Linked DNA regions of Mus musculus: region 1 is linked to region 2. A link is a contact called in public HiChIP or PLAC-seq data. All regions are on one chromosome and are shown on one strand. The core of a region is the stretch at or near the end of the contact, and the rest is flanking DNA. Distances in the headings are between cores, read along the strand shown. Region 1 overlaps Heatr5b (HEAT repeat containing 5B). Region 2 holds the start of Strn (striatin, calmodulin binding protein).

Region 1 (5,513 bases), core at 606-3,105, 55 kb after region 2:
TCTGTGTTCATTCAGACATGATGCGCCTAACCCTCAAGAGACGGGAGGCCCCAGGTAGTTTAGAGGTCAGGTGGGGTGGGGGTGGGGGGTGAGGAGGAGGTGTAAGATGTGGAGCAGTTGGACAGTGAATTGGGGTGGGCGGGGGGGGGGAATGGAATATGGAGTATAAAAAATAAATTATAAAACAAGATTTGAGAGGGCTCAGTGGTTAAGAGCACTGGTTGCCCTTCCAGAGGTCCTGAGTTCAATTCCCAGCAACCACATGGTGGCTTAGAACCATCTATAAGGGGATCTGATGCCCTCTTCTGTCATGCAGACATGCAGGAAGTCAGAACACTCATATAAACATAAATACTTTTTTTTTAATGGATAGGAGTATTGTTGCTGGTTTTGGTTTTGTTTGTTTGTTTTGAGGCATGGTCACGTAGCCAAGGATGGTCTGGAATGTGACCTGCTCTTACTTGTACCTCCTGAGACTATAGGCCTTCACTAAAACCCTGAGTTAAATAAGAGACCTTCTTTCTGTATGGGAGTAAGCAGCTGTATACAGCCACTTGGACTAAAGATAAAACTTCCCACATGTATGTAATAGGATTACACATTACTCATAGGTACAGTTTTGGGGAATATATGAACACAGCTAGCTTGCTTCCTTCCTTTCCTTTCCTTTCCTTTCCTTTCCTTTCCTTTCCTTTCCTTTCCTTTCCTTTCCTTTCCTTTCCTTTCCTTTTCTTCCCCCCTTCCTTCCTTCTTTCCTTCCCTCCTTCCTCTCTCTTGCTCTCTCACTCTCTCTCTTGCTTTCTTTTAAGACAGGGTCTCTCTATGTGGACCCAGCTTTCCTGGAACTCACTATGTAGAACATGTTGGCCTCACTCACAGAGATCCTCCTGTCTCTGCCTCTGGAGTGCTGGATTGAGGGTATGTACCACCACCACCTGGCTTGAATGCAGCTTTTAGACAAGACATGTGTGTCTGAAACCAAGTTTCGGCATAATTCAGTTAAAAAGAAAGAAAGGAAGAAAGGAAGAAAGGAAGAAAGGAAGAAAGGAAGAAAGGAAGAAAGGAAGAAAGGAAGAAAGGAAGAAAGGAAGAAAGGAAGAAAGGAAGAAAGGAAGAAAGAAAGAAAGAAAGAAAGAAAGAAAGAAAGAAAGAAAGAAAGAAAGAAAGAAAGAAAGAAAGAAAGAAAGAGAGAAAGAAAGACGACTTCATTTTGCTTGCCTGTAACGTTTCCCTAACTTTCACAGAGCCTTTTCCCCATTACTAGGATTGGTTTATTGTGTGACTGAAATCTTAGAGTACAAATCTCAGGAAAAACAAGTTTAGGATGTGTAAGTCTGTTCCTTTCAGTGATGCCTGTGGGAGCTGTTACCAGGAGCCATCTCCTCGCTCGGTTTACAACAGAACCTGGCTTGTTTCTAAAACCGTTCATCCAGCTTCAGGGTACACATAGACAATGGCAGCAAATCTGCAGCATTTCTGTGAATGTCCCTTTATCATTTAAATGGCAGGGTATGACGTGGCTGAACATCTAAGCACAAGACTGGAAGGCAAGGCTGGAATTTCTATTCTAGTTTTATCACTGATAGGCTCTCACAGCCTAAAAATAGTTCCAGCAGTTTGACCCTTCTCCAGTTGTGGGCTGGCTGAAGCTTTGAAACGATCATGAAGCTTTGAGCGCCACATGAAGAGACCATATTCCCTCCTTTAGTGACCCTCACAAACTTCATTTAGTCTATATAAGCCACAAAACTTACATTAGCTTGATACTGCTCCAGGATCACATGACCTGGAAATTCTGGCTCAGGCACAGATGCAAATTTCTTGATAATGTCTTCAAGTGCCTGGAGCCCAGCCATTCGCAGTTGGTTGCTATGATCAGTTGCAGCCATGAATGCCATTCGAATCAGGTCAGAGAGATGCAATACTAGGAGGTCATCTGCAAAGGAAAACAGACTGTACAAGGGAAAGTTCACCCAGACTAGGACAATGCATAAAAATAGGAAACAATTCGATAAAGCACTTATGATCCACAATATCTAAAAAATAAAACTCAAGTGTCTCAGTGCAGCAGTAGACCACTCAAACACAGACAACTACAGGATAGACACTGACAGCTACAGCAAAATACATGATTACCATGGCTTTCCCAAATGGGCTTGTAGTTCTCTCAGAACAGGCCCTAGCAGAACTTTCCTGTAAAGGGTCAGATACTATTTTTGGCTTTGCAGGCCACATTCTCTCTCAGGCAGTTATTCAGCTCTGCTGCTACACTATGGAAGCAGGCAGAAAGGACTTAGAGAACACAACAGACAATGCTATAGAAATGAGTGTGATGAATCCCAGTAAACTATTTACAAAACACGCTTGTGGGTTGCATTACGATCACAGGTCTGACAGTCCCTATTGTAGAAAAACAGTGTGTAGTCAGGAAATGTAGTTACAAAATTATTTTTTAAAAGACTTTTTATGAGAACAGAATGGGGAGGGAGTCTTGTACTTTTAGCACCAGGTCAAGGGTAACCCTGGACTTTGCTTAAAAGCAAATCTCAAAAGAATTCAAATGGCGCAATTTGCACTAATTTTACTGCATCTCAGGACAGAGTTCACCACAATTTAATGGAAGAGCAAAATCCAGTGCTAGCACAGCAGGTATAATGCCCAGCATCTGATGACAAAGTGCCAAGGTCATAAAGATGTAGAGAACCCAGCTCCCAGGCTCCCAGCAGAAAGGAAGGATCAACGACCAGAAACTGGTTCAAATATGAAAGAAAGAGAGAACAGAATTGGCAGGCAAGAAGTTACAGGCACTGTGCAATGCCACACAGTAAAGGGGAGCGTGACTGTGATGGAGCTGGAGAGAGTGTGAGGCCATAAGGCACACCATATGACAAGAAAGATGCTGGGTGACATTAGGATAAGCTAGGTACAAAGATCAGTGAACTTAAAATACCGGGAACACACACCAGAAGAAATGCTCACACTCCAGTGCTCTCGTCCAGAGGACTGAAGTCCTGGCAACTCAGTGACTCACCCCACCCCCAAAAGTTAACAAGACAGGTTTCCTCAAGTTCCTATCTTTAAAAACCAAATTTAACATTTAAAGTTTAAAGAGTGTATGTTGGTGGTAGACACTGAAGGTAAAGAGAGAAGGAAGAGAATTTGGCTGGAAGACTCCAAAGCTCCCTCCTCTAGAGGAGGTTAGACAAGCAACCAGCCTTGTGAGGTATAAGAAGCCACTGACAGAGTTTGGGGGGAAAAGTCCCAGACAGGAGGATCTGAATTAAAATGGATCTACTCAGGCTATATAAATGCAAATAAACAAAATGTAAATAACAAGAAATAATTCATAAATAATAAATAAATGGAAGAATAAAAGACAATAATTCTTGTCCTCTCTGTCATCTAATTCACAAAATCTAGGAATCTATCAAACTCCCAATCAAGCAACTGGACCTGAAATGAGAGCTGCTTTCCCTACCAGTCTCCACCCATAAACCTCTCTACCTTTTTTCTAAAATCTCAGGTGAATATGTAAAGGGTGGAAATGTAAAGGGTAACTAGGAGGGCTGGGAGGTTTACTGCAGTCTAGGAGCGACCGTTCCTATAGCTAAAGCGCAGTACACAGGAAGACTAGGAGATGAGGATGTATCCAAAGGGCAACCTGGAAAGGGCCAGGTTTGCAATTTTTCAGTCAGAGTTGGCTCATGTTTCATACTGGAACCTAAGCTGAGACCATCTTACCATCCAGCCATAGCTGTGAAGCACCATGAAGCAAACAGTACATGCAGAGTGCATGGGGGAATCACAGAACCATACTGTGAACAGATTCTGCATATGAGCAGCACTCCCCTCTTAGATGGAATAGCTAGTGCACACCCATGGAGGCCCATGGCAGCTAGAAGAGGACATCACATTCTCTGGCACTAGAGTTACAAGCATTTGTGAGTCATTTGATAGTCTGAGCATTGAACCTGGTCCTCCACAAGAGCAGCAAGGGCTTTTAACCACCAAGCCATGGCTCTAGCCCACAAACCACGTTCTTAAGAATCTCCCCAGCACCTCTGTCGGGATCATCATACACGCTGGGTTCATACGTCACCTCTCTATCATCTGCACTACTAGGGTTTTTTAAGTATGACTATGATTTTGATTCTTTACATTCTCAATATTCAGTAAATAGGACTCAGTTAATATGGACTAAACAATGACATGAATACTGACTCTATATTCACTGTGTTTCCCCTAACACAGTGAATATAGAGTCTATATGTGTTCTATGTTCTGATTCACATTTCATACACTGTGCACTGCTATAACATGCAAGGCATTTTAACATATATACATCTATGCTGTCAACTTAGACAAACCAAAAAACCAGCAGGGTAATAGAGAAATAATTACATACAGGTACAAAGTCTCTTACTGGATCAGTTCCCTCAATTTCTCTGGGTATCTTTAACTATAAAATGAAAATATTTATTACTGGGCCTAATGCTCACTTTGTGGATTTTCTATAATATTTGATCCAAAGCACAAAATGCTTACAAAAGGTTAAGAAAATATTCAAAACTACCTAATAATTTCACGTATTTCCATATGTGAAATATGAAAGTTTGAAATGTGCCATAGACCATTCTAACCATCTCTAACTGTGAATGGCAAATTCATTTGACTTTGGACCTGAAAGTTGTACTGTTGGAGCCTGTTGGTCGGTCCATGGAGGGACCACGACTGGGCAGTGAGGATGGTGAGAGGAAAGTCAGAAAGACGTAAGAGACAGAGATGGGCGGGCTGTTGATAAATGCCTTGTTAGCAAGCAAGTGTATGTTTTAGTGTCTTTTAAAGATAAGCAACACAAAGTATGATCAATTCCAAGAAGATAAACAGTGACTACAAATGCTTATGTGGTGAGTTTGTGGTACACAGTATCTATATTTGACTAAGGCCATTCATTTCCTTTAAGCTAGGAGAGTCTTTCAAGGACATATTCCTAAGTGGAGGAACTTGGCAGGGTATAACGCCCATCTTAATTAAAAACAAAGGCAGATGTTGGCAGACTCATTCATGACTAATCACAAGCAAGAAGTCAGTCAAAGTTAACTCCAATGTGCTCCCCACAGTGTATGTCTCTTTAACAATTAAGTGTTAAACTGAGGATTATATCCTGAGGAAATGTAAGCTGCAAACTTTGTTATTCTAATATGGTTGAAAGAATAAAATTCATATACACAGATATCTAAATATAAACAAATATTCTAAATGCAAACAGGTAGTATACAGGGACAGACACTTACTCTCAGGGTGAGGCAACCCCCAGTAAATAAAATGCACAGCCTAAAGCATGCTCAGAGAGGTGAACTAGCTCAAACCTATCAAAAGGCTTCCAGGAGAAGAAGAACTAACCCGACACTTACTTTTTGGGTTTCGTAGTTTAGCAGACCGTGCCAAGGCAAGGTCGAAGTGAGCCTGGTCTGAGTTCTCACACAGGTTGATGATTCGGCACAGGCAGTCTG
Region 2 (4,879 bases), core at 350-2,849:
ACACAAGGCAGGCATTCACTGAGCCCTGAACCTGTGCTGAATAAGTAAGGGTTGAAACTGAAGCCCAGAGAGGTCACAGAATCCCCTCAAGGTCACAGAGCCGGACTCAAGCCCAGCCTTTATCAGAGACTTATTTACCATAACCTTGCCTGTTTGCTCCTTCTGTGGCCACATCAATCTCTCAAAGCAGTACGCTTCTACAAGCGAGTCTCTTCAGTGTTTCTTTCTCTTCATATTTTGTGCCAAAAAAAAAAAAAACCACCAAAAACCAAAAAAGAAACACACTTCGAGTGCTTCGCAAACAAACTAAAACTGTACTCAAATTTCATAAGCATACAGATTTAGCCCATAAAACAGAGAGGCACAATTCACAGCTCTTTGAGTTCCTCTGGAAATTAGTGTATGTGTTGGAAGTTTTATAAACAGTCACAGTAAACCTACTTACCAACTCAGAGTGACCAGTGAGTTACCAACCTTTCATGCTTCTCTGGCGCACAAGAGCTCCTCTCAGATAAGCATGCTTTATCTGGCAGGTTATGCAAGGGGGCAACGTAGCCCTGAAGCCCCTTTAGTTCCTTTTAAGCTCTGGACATACAAATCAACTCTTGGGAAGTTTGAGATTCTGTGAAAAGATGTCCCACCTCTGCCCATTTTCTGACTCCCATCAATCAAATCCTTCACTGAAACCTATGAGTCTAACCCAAACGCGAATGCGGGATGGGGTCAAAGGGCAGACAGGGAAACATTTTCAGACATAAAACTGGAGCTGACACTGCTAGTAACATCAGTTTCTCGAGGAAAGCCAAGGCCTCACTGATACAACTTGTGTTGCTTTCTCTGGTCACCTTCCTTGCAGAGTGAGCGATAGACAACTGCCAAACCCTTCTGCGAGGAACGTCTCTAGACCTAGGGTGCGTCAGGTTGAGCCAGGATGATCTGCTCGGAGTCTCTCAAAACTACTGTCAACCCAATCAGTAAACCGAAAGGGACAGACAACCCCAAAATGTGGCATGGCAAACCAGTAGGAATAAGCACCGGAGTTGAGAGTGGGGAAAACAGCCGCCGGGAGGGTAAATGGATCAGAAGGAGTGGGAAAACAGGCTCAAGGAAGTGGGATCAGCAAAAAAAAGTCAAAGGTGACTGGAGGAAGGGGGATGAGATTCTGGAAGTGATGGGCGCAAGGCAAGGGGGAGGGGGCGCGAGCGGGCTGGGGGAGGGGGCGAAGGGTCTGGGGCGGGGCTGAAGAGAGAGAAGAGGCGGGATGAGGACCGCCAGGCCGGGAGGGTCTTTACCTGCAGCTCCGCCCGCTCCACCTCCCACTGGGCTCTCTCCACCTCGAAGCGGGCCCATTCGTGCTGCAGGAAGTGCAAGATCCCCGGGAGGCTGTACTGAGCTCGGGCCGCCCCCGCCGCAGCCGCTCCGTCTCCGGCCGCTGCAGCCTCCGCCAGAGGCCCGAGCCCCTTAGCACCGCCAGCTCCCGGGTGGTTGTTGCTGAAGAAGACGCCGGGCCCCGCCTGCTCGTCCATGGCGGCCGCACGAACCCCGGGGAGCTCTCTGCCTAGGCGCCCAGCAGCGGCGGCAAACTGCGGCGGCCAGCTCTGCCTCCTCCCTCCGCCGCTCCCCGCCCACACCCCAGTCAGCAGGGAGCAGCCGCCCGGGCGCGGGGGCCGGGCGAGCCCGTGACGGGCCGGGAAGTGGGTCAACTGCGGCCCGCGGGGCTTGCCGGGAAATGTAGTCCCGGGGCGTGGCGAACCCCGCTTGCCTGTAGGCCTGCGCCTCTCGGAGGCCGGACCGAAGCCACGCCCTTTCCTCGCCACGCCCTCCCCTGACGGCTCCGCGGGTTTCCTCTTCGGCAGTGCGGCCAGCCGATGCCCCTCGGGTCGCGCCGCCGCAGGCTCCCTTCATGCGGAAGTTCGCGAGCGGCGCTCCCTGTTGCATATTCGCACGCGGAAGTTATCACGCCAAGTACCAGCCCTAGCTCCACTTAGTTTAGGGCTTCCTGGTCGTTTTGTTAAGAAATAGGCGCTGGGCAAGCCATCCGGTCGTCTGCCCCCTCGTCGCCCTTTTCGGGGTTCATCAAAGCCTCGACACCCCTGGACCACGGCTTGCCATCGAGCCTACCATTCATCCCCAGAGGGGCTCAGTGCTTGTTAACAGACCAGTTTTCCCTTAGGAGGAGGAACTCTGGTCTTCTCTCTTTCTGCTAAGGTTCGACATTTGCCATGAGGGCTTTTTCTAATTTCCAGTTTAACACTTGGTCTGAAATATTAGTATTAAAAGTCCCTTTCTCTGTGCTAATCCTGCTTGTAAATTCTGCCAAAGTTTTAGATCTCCAGTAATAAAGAAGTGCTGCCTGTCCAATCTCATTTTTCCCCCCATCTTTGCGGCAGTTTTCACTCAATTCGCTTGAACAAGTATTTTATTGTCAGTAATATTCCGTGCCAGGAATATAAAGATAGATGTCACAGTTCTTGTCATCAAAAGGAGGTTGACATACATATAGAGTCACAGAGCCCTAAGGGCTACAATCAGAAGGAACAAAGTCCCTTTTTGCTCTATTGCACTCCTGAACCCGGGAACCTCCCCTTCCCACTTGTCGCTTTCCTAATTTCTTGGGCAATTGATCTTTACACCAAAGGCACACTAAAATCCTTTCCTTCTAAGTGGTTTGCCAGTGTTTTCCCTCTCTGAGTACCCTGATAACTATTATCATTATAAATTTACACTACACCAACTGGAGAAAGGAATGTGCCTGAAGAACATTTAAGAAATGAAAACGAAATTAAGTAATTATTTATCTGTCACTCCAACAAAAAAAAATTGTAATTTTGTTTTGATCTGGTGGACATGAAAAAAGAAAAAAAGAGAGTCAAGATACAAGCTGATGAGTGACTTGCAAGGGAAGGGCATCCTGTCCCTGTCCTCTCTGTTCCCTGGTCTTCCCATGGCAACTTGTGAAAAGGACAGGAAACACATTGTCTCTGCTCGGGTTGCAAAGAGCGATGGCAAAGCCCTCTGCTCAGTTACTGAATGTTTCTGCTTTGTGAATTCATTCTTTATTATCATAAAAAGTTGATCCAGGCCTGGCCAAATTCCTTGTGTCATAAATTAGTTTGGCTCTAAATGTTCTTTGAGATCCAGCCTGATTCATTCACAGCTCAAGAAATTGAGACTGTCCTCAATGAGACCTTGAATGACAGATGACTACCAAAACTAGCACCCAGATTACCTGCCTGTTAGCCCAGTAACCTTAAAAAAATTAAGCTGGACATGGTGGCACAGCCCAGAGACAAGAGACAAGCAGAGGGAAACAGATTTCTGAGTTTGAGACCAGCCTGGTCTACAGCATGAGTTCTAGGACAGCCAGGGCTAGTTATATATTTCTCTATCTATCTGATTTAATTTTAATTAATTAAAAACATGCTGACTACTCTTATATCTATCAGAACCAAGAAAACATAAATAGAATTTTTTTCCTTTCTTTTTTTTTTCCCTATCCTTTTCTTTCTGTTTTTTGTTTCTTGGATTTTTGAGACAGGGTTTCTCTGTGTAGCCCTGGCTGTCCTGGGACTTGCTCTGTAAGACCAGGCTGGCCTCCAACTCAGAGATCTACCTGCCTCTATCTCCCAAGTGCTAGGATTAAAGAAGTGTGTGCCACCACCTGGCTAAGATTGGAACTTTTTCATCTGAGCGATTTAAGTAATTTTTATAAGCTTGGGTGTTAAACAATCTGTTTTTTTCCTCTAACAGAAGACATGTCAGACAAGACAATGGCTTTAAACTGATTCACAAAAGACTATAAAACATAATTAAATGCATAGATAATAAGGCAGGGTAGATGATTCAGTCAATAAGGTACTTGCCATCTAAGCATGGGAAACTGGGTTTGAATCCACAGCACACACATAAAAGCGAGGTGCAGGCAATGACCTGTAATTCAGTAATGGGAGATGGCAGGATATAAAGTAGAGACAGGTAAATTTATGGATATAAGTGACTAGCCAGTCTGGCCAAACAGATGAACTCTAGGTTCAGTGAGAGATTCCTGACTCTATTTAAAAACAAACAAACAAAAATAAAATAGAGCTGGGGATTAATCAAGGAATACTCATGGATTTCAGACAGACACACACACACACACATATACATGCTACACTAATGGATTTCAGACATGCACACACACATACACATGCTACACTCATGGATTTCAGACATGCACACACACATACACATGCTACACTCATGGATTTCAGACATGCACACACACATACACATGCTACACTCACATACTTCCCAAAAGTATCAACATCCTGGACTACTATGGATACATACTAGAGAATCATTTTCATTCTTATTTAAACTTTATTATCAAATAATTTCTTTGCTTTTGAGTACATCTTTACAATCAAAATAGCATTGATGGTTCATATCATGGACATAACATTCAATAAGTCAAAATATTAAGAGTTATAGTAAAATAGGATATTAAACTTACTTTAAAAGATCTGCATGTGGTAATATTTTGTTGGTAGTTTAACAAAACTCAGTACATTTTTTAAAGTTTTAAGGTTCTTTGTTTTAATAAGGACCCTGAATCCTGTATTACTATATGAGCTAGATTCTAAAACATGTGTGTGTGTGTGTGTGTGTGTGTGTGTGTGTGTGTGTGTGTTTGCTGCTCATGAGTGGAGGTCAGAGAATAACTTATGGAGTAAGTTCTCTCCCTTTAGTGTGTGGGTTCCTGGGGATGGAAGGCAGGACTGTCAACTTTATTAAAGCATAACACATGTCTTACAAAATCAGTGTGAGGTCATATAGGAGAATGAATTTAAATGTTTACCATAATACCTACCTATGGTATATACTAAATAATCATAAC

What was found. HiChIP or PLAC-seq counts read pairs in DNA pulled down with a chosen protein or histone mark.
Region 1: an H3K27ac HiChIP or PLAC-seq map of heart atrium shows a contact between it and region 2, with 13 read pairs. The contact joins the enhancer-like site here to the promoter of Strn in region 2. A contact is called at or near these places in 1 of 484 Hi-C or Micro-C datasets (cardiomyocytes), 8 of 115 datasets of contacts at active chromatin or transcription factors (the SCID.adh cell line, bone marrow-derived macrophages, embryonic fibroblasts and 4 more) and 3 of 9 other capture datasets (adipose tissue, liver and pancreatic islet).

The regions. Positions count from the first base shown.
Region 1 is chr17:78,789,681-78,795,193 of GRCm38.p6, forward strand. It overlaps Heatr5b (HEAT repeat containing 5B), which reads right to left. Exons shown (of 36, transcript NM_001081179.1): 24 at 5,415-5,513; 25 at 1,755-1,936. Among named protein-coding and RNA genes, the nearest start is that of Heatr5b, 43 kb to the right of the region's middle. Within about 2 kb of position 1,856, at least 34 of the 459 cell types and tissues checked have an H3K27ac peak or open chromatin away from gene starts, as enhancers often do. A contact at or near this core is called in adipose tissue, cardiomyocytes, extraembryonic endoderm stem cells and 1 more, where this site is marked.
Region 2 is chr17:78,734,962-78,739,840 of GRCm38.p6, forward strand. Strn (striatin, calmodulin binding protein) reads right to left here and starts at 1,600. Exons shown (of 18, transcript NM_011500.3): 1 at 1,293-1,600. The coding sequence starts at 1,526.